Linked DNA regions of Mus musculus: region 2 is linked to region 1. A link is a contact called in public HiChIP or PLAC-seq data. All regions are on one chromosome and are shown on one strand. Each heading gives the region's core, a stretch centred on a gene start, on an enhancer-like site or on the middle of the called end of the contact. The rest is flanking DNA. Distances are from core to core; before and after follow the strand shown. Region 1 overlaps Ptprm (protein tyrosine phosphatase, receptor type, M). Region 2 overlaps Ptprm (protein tyrosine phosphatase, receptor type, M).

Region 1 (4,216 bases), core at 1,174-3,673:
CCATTGAGCCAACTCACTAGTCTGTTGTTTTCTTTCCAAGCCTTGGAATATGTCATTATATCCATCCATGGCCTGCAAGGTTTCTGATGAGGAGAAAAATGCTTCTGGTCTAGCAAGACCATCCTTAAATGTGAGTGGGTAGATTCTCTTAAATATTCTAGAAGTTTTTGTTTTGTACTTTTGACAGTTTCAAGTCATCATCTATGGTTAAGACCTTTTCTGGTCTTGTCCATTTACAGGCACCCAAGCCTCTTCTCCATGACGTCTGTATCTTTCTCAAGATTAGGGGAGTTTTCTTTCATTCTTTTATCAGATAGACTTTTTTTTTTTTAATTTTTTTTACACCCCACACCCATGCCTTCAGGACATGAACATTTGTCCTTTAATGGTGGATCACAGGCCTTCAATGTTTTCACTCTTGCTTTTTCAGCTTCCATCTTTGTGTGACAGGAATGTTTCAAAACGACAGGCCTTTCCTGGAGGTGGTAACATGCACCTGTGGTTTCAGCATCAGGAAGGGAAGGCAGGAGGGTCGTGCTGTCAAAGGTAGCCTGGCTGGCTTAGTGAAAATCTATCGATAGGAAAGATAAGGTCCTTTCACTACCACGGAGTCTTTCCTCCCTTCTAGTCTGATGCCGAGGCTTCAGCGATATATTTGTCTGAGCTCTTCTAGGGGATTTCCATTTGGTTCTCTTTCCAAACTCTCTCTCTCTCCTCTGATGTTCTCATTCATATCCTGAGCATCTTATTGAACTATCTATATCCTCTTGGGCTTCACTGATCCCATTATTCCTTTATTTCCCATATCAGGCATTTGGCCATTTAAACTTCACTGGAAGCCATTATTGGACAGTGATGCTCTCTGGAAGGTATCTTATATTTATCACTATTTCTTGTGCTCTTGTGTTGAGAGAAACGTCAGGTATCTCTAACACTCTGGTCTTCTAGGGATATTCTCCAGGAGTGTCGTGGGGGTATCAGTTTATGCATGCTGTATGCTGCAATGATGGCCCTCTTTCTTCAGGGGCACCTCAGTGTAGGAAGCCTCTATAGAGCGTCTTTGGCTGGGATGAGTGACCTTTGGCAGAGTCAGAGACTCACAGTCTGGTGGCCACATAAGAATGGAGATTCTGTAGTAGTAGAAGTAGGCTTGGTGCAGCCAGTAGAGGGTATGGGGCACTCTGTGTGCGGCTACTACTGTAAGAATAGTAGCTCTGGGCTGGAGAGATGGCTCAGTGGTTAAGAGCACTGATTGTTCTTCTAGGGGTCCTGAGCTCAATTCCCAGCAACCACATGGTGGCTCACAAGCATCTGTAATGGGATCCAATGCCTTCTTCTGGTGTGTCTGAAAACAGCTACAGAGTACTCACCTATAGTATCTCCAATTGATGTGGCACGTGTCCTCTGGCACTGTAGTGACAGCACCAGCAATGGCTTCTGGGATTGGAAGATCCAGTGGTATGGGAGGCCTGTCACTCCTGTCCTCCAGCATCAGTGGTGCCTGTCCACACGATTCACGGTGGACAGCAGTGGGACCTGTGCGGCCCTCTGTGTTGTTCACACAGAGTCCTGACAGCAGTGTGGGATGTGGGGGTGAATGGGAAGTGTCTTTCGAGGGGTCTGTCCTCTAACCTTTTCTCTTTGTGGTTGCTTTTATTTTTTTTAAACTCTTGAACTGGAAACACCATCACTTGCCCCCGGCAAAGTTCTATTTCTGGTTTTGCATTCTATGATTGATTATTTTAGTTGCAGGATGCTTTTATTTTCGGAGTGTTTAAAAAGAAGTAATTTGGATTTTAGAATTCTAAAAGGCTGCATTGTCAGATTGCTGTGCCTGACAAATTGGCCACCAAGTGCTCCAATCATTTCTCCAGTTTTGAATCCTAGGGATGATTTTTCTTTTATGGAAATGTAATCCCTCATTGCATAAAAATGATTCTTTTCAGATCTAACTGGGCAATTAGTCTCGGTGACTACCACAAATGGTTCTTTGAACACATTCAAAGGTGGTTAGTGGGTGCTTGTGGCTGCTGCCTCAGGGTCACGACAGAGGGCGGAGACTCAGGAGGATTTAAGGTTTCTAGGCTAGTGCTCTATTGCCCGGAAGTCACCAGAGCTGCCCTGTCTTAGGCATGACTGTAATTTTCAAAACGAGTCCCCCCCTTCTCGCAGCACATCCGCCTGTGCAAACTGCCAATCCTCACCGATTCTGTGATGACCAGTTTCTGAATTGTAAAAGTAAGGGGAAGGCAAAAGAAAGGCCACAAATTGCAGTGTCCCCTCCTCCAAGCACCTGGGTAAATGCCTCAAATTTTCCTACATTGGAAACTGATTACACTTGATCACCAGGTACAGCTCTGTCTGGTGTGGTTTCCTCGCTCAGAACCCTGCTTCTGAATGGTATAATTAAGCCGCGCGCGCTATCCCTGTGCTTCAGGAATCAAAACATGCCGTGATCCCGAGTCTTCCAGAGCATGGCTGCAGGCATGGAGTGCACTGCCCGGAGCAGGGGCTCGGCAAGGTCCTAGTCCCATCAGGACCACTCACAATTCATCTCAAGAGTCTCTGATGCTGACCGCCACTGACACTGCGAGGAGGGAGAAGGTGACTTCTGAAATGGAACCCAAAGCTGAGGTCATTCTTTAAAGCTCCTGGCAGGTCGCTGGCTGAGTGCGAGAGAGAGCCACAAGGCTCCCGAGGTTAGTTCCGAGGTATCCCTTGAAGGGTGGGCACTCTGCCTCTGTCAGTACACATTGCCTGTGCTGAAGGAGCTGAGGAGGGCTGCAGTCAGTCTGGGCACTTCAAACGCCTCCTGTCAACTGCTCAAGATTCAAAGGGGATAATCTGCCCAACGTACCTGATGCCAGCTTCCCTCCCAGAGGTGCCTGTTTGAAACTTGGACAAGTTTCACAGTGACAACAGTGCCCTTCAGGCTGAGAAAACCTTCCAGCTAGGAAGCTGAACAGGATCCTGCCTGCAAATATCTGTGGGTGGATGGTGATAGTTGGTTCCCAGCAGGTCACTTTGGTGACCAGTGCCAGGGAGACTGGTCAATCCTCGGCACTGCTCAACAGATGGCTACAGAGGGTGAGACCTTGCCCTCAAGTGTCAGAAACAAAATGGCTACGTATTACACACACTGAACCTTGAAATGGGCAAGTGACTGCTGAGGGCCACTGTTACCTGAGCTGATGTGAAACAAGGCAGCCCCTGGGACTTAACCTGAGATGCCTGATAGGCTCTTCTTGCTCTTCTTTCCTGCCTGTTAACTGGAAGGCTCCCTCTGTTGTATAGTATAGGATGGGCACTGCCCAGCCAGACCCCGGAATTGAATTAGCTGTAACTGTGATGGAGTTCCATGGTTTTCAATAGTTACAGACTCGAGCATGAACACGAGGCGAATCCCGGCAGTTCTCCAGCCAGTGGAGAAACCCTGTGGTGGTCGGCCACCACCCCCTCTCCCCTCCAGCCCTTCCTTCATAAGCACTATTTTACTTCCTAGATGCATGATGTCACCTAGTCAGAACTTTTTGTACCATGGGATGATAGAACACATGGCCCCATTTTACAGAGGAAGGACGTGAGGGGTGATGACGGCACCTGATGTGTGCTTCAGTTAGCACCCGGTGCCCAGCACTAAACGAGGCATGATGTCTGAAGTAGGCTTTCATGGTGCAGTTGCGGGTGTTGGATGTCAATGATGACTAAGCTCGGAAGTTCCTACGTTTCTTGTGGGAACTGAGAAGGAACAGGGGACCTCTATTTGGGTGCGGATTGTCAGGTCCAAAGGAAATTCCAGATATATGGCTAACTATGGTGCCTACTAGCACAACAAAGCTCCTGCTGACTTCTAGGACGGTGGTTCTCAGCATGCGGGCCATGATGGCTTTGGTCATGACCCTTTCACAGGGGTCACCTAAGACACAGACCTCTGCATTATGATTCATAACGGCAGCGAAATTACAGTTATGAATTGGTGACAAATGACTTCATGGGTGGGGGTCACCACAACATGAGGAACTGCATTAAAGGGTCACAGCATTCAGAAGGTTGAGAACCACCGTGTTAGAGTCCAGTGATGGCATGCGGGCTCTCTCAGCTCTTATTACCATGCCTCCTATCCTAAACTTCCCCAGTCCATGGGCTTCCCTTCCTACAGCTTCTGATTCCTATATGACCCTGTCATTGCAGCCCTGTGTCCTTCTGGTTCTCTTTG
Region 2 (4,216 bases), core at 1,112-3,611, 450 kb after region 1:
GACTGCCCCGACATTATTTAACACAGCAAGGGATACAGGTAGGATCCACAGGCAAGGCTGTCCCTATGCCTTTATTACTGGAAATTTCTAAAGCCTTTGTCTTTCCTGTATAGGCACTACTTCCCAGCACAGAGGCACACAGGAAAGAGCCTCGGGAGTTCAGGAAAGAGATTGTCCCTATGACAGAGAAGTGTTATGTAGACAAATGACCAAGCCACAAGGTCATCTGAGCCACCAAGCCTGGAGGCATCTTCCCATGAGGCTATGCTCCATAAACCACTGGATGACAGATATGCCTCATAACGTTGGGGACACTATTCCGTCACAGCTGACTGTTTCATTTCTTCATCTGTTGGTTTATTTATTCGTTTATTTTTACAGTTCTGAGGCTCAAGCTAAGGCCCTTCTACATGTGAGACAAGCATGCTCTGCCTTTTAGCCCTGCCCCTAGGATGAACTTTCGGGGAAGGACACAGCAAGCCACAATGAACAAAGACACACTCAGAGGGCAGGGGAACAGCTGCTCTCTGCAGCGAGAGGAAGACGACCATACTCAGATGGGGTCTCCATGTCTGGGAGTTCTACAGCAGAAGGCCCATTGGCCATAGATCAAAATTATTCAGAAAAACAAATGTATCTATCTTAAACATGCCAGACTTTTAAAAATCACTCTTCTCTGGAAAATGTGGTTTAGTAACTATTTCTATAATATTTATATTGCCTTGTGTACTATAAATAATCTAGGGACTATTTAAATAGACAGGGGGGTGAGCTATAGAAATGCAGATACATGTTTTGATATAAGCAGCAACCGACAGGTTTAACCCCTGAGGGACAGGGGTCAAAAAAAATCCAGCAATAATGAGGACTCTGTCGACTTTCAATTTCATGCCTCACAGATGACCAACTGCTAACAATCCGGTGTGTGCAATTCTAGATATTAGATCCATCCTTAAGTAGTATCTTAAGGTTAGGGAGCCAGTCAAAGAATATTTTGGTTCTGGTACCTGCATTTTGAAACAGTGCCAGGATCTTATACTACAAGCTTCTGTTTCCTAATGGAGTTTCCAGCAAAATGAGATTGGATGCTCTCTCACTCTCTCTCTCTCTCGCTGGCTCTCTCTCTCTCTCTGTATAATTTTTTTCTCTTACATATTTTTTATGAAATCTTTCAGGATTTTTGATGGATAATTCAATTAATTCTTATTAAAGGTAAGAACTTCTGTAGAAATGTAAAGAAGGAGACTAGCAGCCTGTCATTATTTCTGACCTGCACGGAAGAGGCGGGGGGGGGGTCTTGGAGCAGAACTGGAATTGCACAGAGCTCTCCCCCTGGTGTGCTCCTGTGTCCCCCCCCCACATCTCTGTGACTGAACACAGCACTCACTCAGCAGAGGAGGAGAGTGAGTTCCTAGAAAACAGCACACAGCCGCTCATTTGGAAGCACGACTTCCATCTATCACATCCTTTACCTTAGGAATGGCTTTCTTTCATCATCTGTGGTATTGTCGCTTAAATTTTGTGTTTTGTGAAGGATTGGTGGTGGTGGGGGTGTGTGTGTAAATCCTGGAGTACATGCTAACAAATGGCCAATTCAGCGACTCTCAGTTCTGTAGTCTAGGTTCAACAGATAGAGAGATCACTTGATGGCTCCTTTCTCTCCAACACCTGCTCTCGTTAGCTGGGCTTCTTTGACTGAAAAGACAACCAGAGAGAGAGAATGGAGTTCTACTGAGGAACAATTACGAAATCAGTTTTCATTGAAGTTCAAAGCTACAAACCTGATTAGAAAAAAAAAAAAAAAAAAAGACCTACCCCCCCCAATTGAAGCTATTTCTCTCTTAGTAGACAAAGGTGGCTTCAAAGAGAGCAAGTATGCAATACAATGCTCTTCTGAGCTCTCTTAAACTCTGTCCCCCCAAGGCCTCAAGCCCTGTTTTCCATTTCAGAAGCTCTTGGTTCCCCCTATCACTTCTAACCAACAGAGATGCTCTTACCGGTCACTGAGTGACTCCTATTCACAAAACAAAATACATATTGAGAAGCCAAGTTCAATTGTCCTGGTGCTCAGTCGCGTCCACTAACAATTAGCTAGCTCCGTCTGACTCCCCATGAAACTTATCAGTCCATCTTCCTCCAAACTTGACATCATTTTCTCTTGGTATGATTATTAACAGCCCTCTGGGTCTCGTTCCTGCTGATCATGGCTGTGTGGTTATCCACTGGTTGTTGGATTTTAGTATGGGCACTGGGAATCAAAGCCAAGGCTTCCAGCATGCCAGGAAGGAGTTCTGCTGAGGAGCTACACCCCAGCCAATGCGTACATTTCTGATGAGCTGTGTGGAATACCAAAACATGAAGGAAAGCAGAATTCTCCTTCTCTTTTGCATATGTTTCCTTTTCCAGGCGACTCCTGAAGCCAAGGAGCTGTCAGAAGGTTTGCACGCTGGCAGAAAAGCAAAGTGCCTTGCCAGCAAATCACATTATCACAGGGGCTGCCCCACGTCAACTCTTTCTTATAGATCTACGGCTTGACTGCACAATTACACAGCAGAAAGACACCAGTCTCCTTTGAAGGGACTTGGAGCAGAATGGCAGGGTATGTATTTGTAAGCTGCCCAAAGAAGGACTGTGTCAATATTTTGCCAATATTCTCAGCCTGTTCCCCCTTTGGCAAACTTTCTCATTCCGCAGTTAGAAACTTAGGTAATATTTTGTCTTTTACACATTTTTAGAGATTATGCTGCTATACCGTGAGGTAGTTAATGGTCATTGTCAAGTGGAATAGATTTGGAGTCATCTAGGAATCACACCCCTGGGAGTGTCTTTCAGTGGGATTTCCAGGAAGTTTAACAGGGAAGGGAAGGTGCACCCCAAAAGTGGGTGGTACCACCCTGTGGGTTGGAATCCCCAGCCTGAATAAAATGGAGGAAAGAAAAAAAATCATGCTGGCCACCAGCAGCCACCTCTACTTCCTGACTACGTCCACAAGGTGACCAGCAAACCTATACCCACTTCCCCATGCCTTCCCAGACATGATGGGATGTATTCCTGTAAACTGTGAGCTCCAGGTAAATTCTTCCTGCCATAAGAGGTTAGGTCTCAGCAACAACAACAACAAATAACTAACAAGGGTAGCTGTACCTGTAAGGGTTCTGCTTTCCTATGATGCTGAACCATTTATTGTTCTAGCTGGTGATGAGACCTGAGAGAACAGGACTGATGAATAAGGTGGACTAACGTCTCATGCAATAGCCCGCTTTATTCAGAGCATCAGACAGTTTATCCTCTGTGGGTTAAGCGGAGTCACACAAGTAAAGTGTACAATCACCAGGATAAACTGCAGGTGACAAAAACATGCTTTTACATGGATAACAAGAGCCAGTTGTAATGAATAACCTGAAGTAAGGTCTCTCCTATTTGCTACACCTGGGAGGGGCACAAAGATCACATTCCAAGACCAACTCTATGGTTTGTCTTTGTTTTTGTTGTGGTGCATGCCTTTAACCCTAGCACTTGGGAGGCAGAAGCGGGCAAATTTCTGAGTTCGAGGCCAGCCTGGTCTACAAAGTGAGTTCCAGGACAGCCAGGGCTACACAGAGAAACCCTGTCTCGAAAAACCAAACCAAACTAAACCAAACCAAACAAACAAACAAACAAAAAAGAAACGCAAGTCACAAGACTCTTGTCTTGGTTTCTTGAGATTTTTACAACCTGTCAGAAATCTCCTCACTTAACTCCATCCTTGGACCATGTTCTGACATTCAACCTGTTCAATGACTGTCGATCTCAGCTCCCTGACTTGCAGACTCCCTCAGCCGTGCAGAGGGGCTGCTGTAGACCTGGGTACTGCTCCTTACTGTAAGACACATTAGGGCAGCCTCTTGGCTGCACTCAGTCTGCAGGAGCCATGTCTCTCTCGGGCTGGCTGTGTTTCTCGTGCTTTTGGCTTCTAGCAGTTTGATGTTATACCTAGACTTCCTTTGCACTTACACGTTTGCATTTATAACCTCTCTTTACATTAGTAGCTTAACGGATCTTTGTTTGTTTGGGGAAAGCATCCATTCTGGGATCTGCAAATGGCTCAGCTGCTAAGCACAGTAACCCCAGTTCAATCCTTGGGGCTGCCAGAGTGAAGGAGAGAACCAGCCCCTGAGAGCTGCCCTCTGACCGCTTCATATCGCTACAGTGCATGCACACACAGTGCCTTAGTGGT

What was found. HiChIP or PLAC-seq counts read pairs in DNA pulled down with a chosen protein or histone mark.
Region 2: a contact with region 1 is called in an H3K27ac HiChIP or PLAC-seq map of SST interneurons, with 3 times the contacts expected there. The contact joins two enhancer-like sites. A contact is called at or near these places in 2 of 484 Hi-C or Micro-C datasets (nephron progenitors and ventral hippocampal neurons), 3 of 115 datasets of contacts at active chromatin or transcription factors (SST interneurons, differentiating embryonic stem cells and embryonic fibroblasts) and 1 of 9 other capture datasets (embryonic stem cells).

What each region holds. Positions count from the first base shown.
Region 1 is chr17:66,669,423-66,673,638 of GRCm38.p6, forward strand. The region is part of intron 30 of Ptprm (protein tyrosine phosphatase, receptor type, M); the gene reads right to left. Among named protein-coding and RNA genes, the nearest start is that of 1700016K05Rik, 43 kb to the right of the region's middle. Within about 2 kb of position 2,424, at least 7 of the 459 cell types and tissues checked have an H3K27ac peak or open chromatin away from gene starts, as enhancers often do. A contact at or near this core is called in SST interneurons, where this site is marked.
Region 2 is chr17:67,118,635-67,122,850 of GRCm38.p6, forward strand. All of the region lies in intron 2 of Ptprm (protein tyrosine phosphatase, receptor type, M), which reads right to left. Among named protein-coding and RNA genes, the nearest start is that of Mir5709, 95 kb to the left of the region's middle. Within about 2 kb of position 2,362, at least 6 of the 459 cell types and tissues checked have an H3K27ac peak or open chromatin away from gene starts, as enhancers often do. A contact at or near this core is called in SST interneurons, where this site is marked.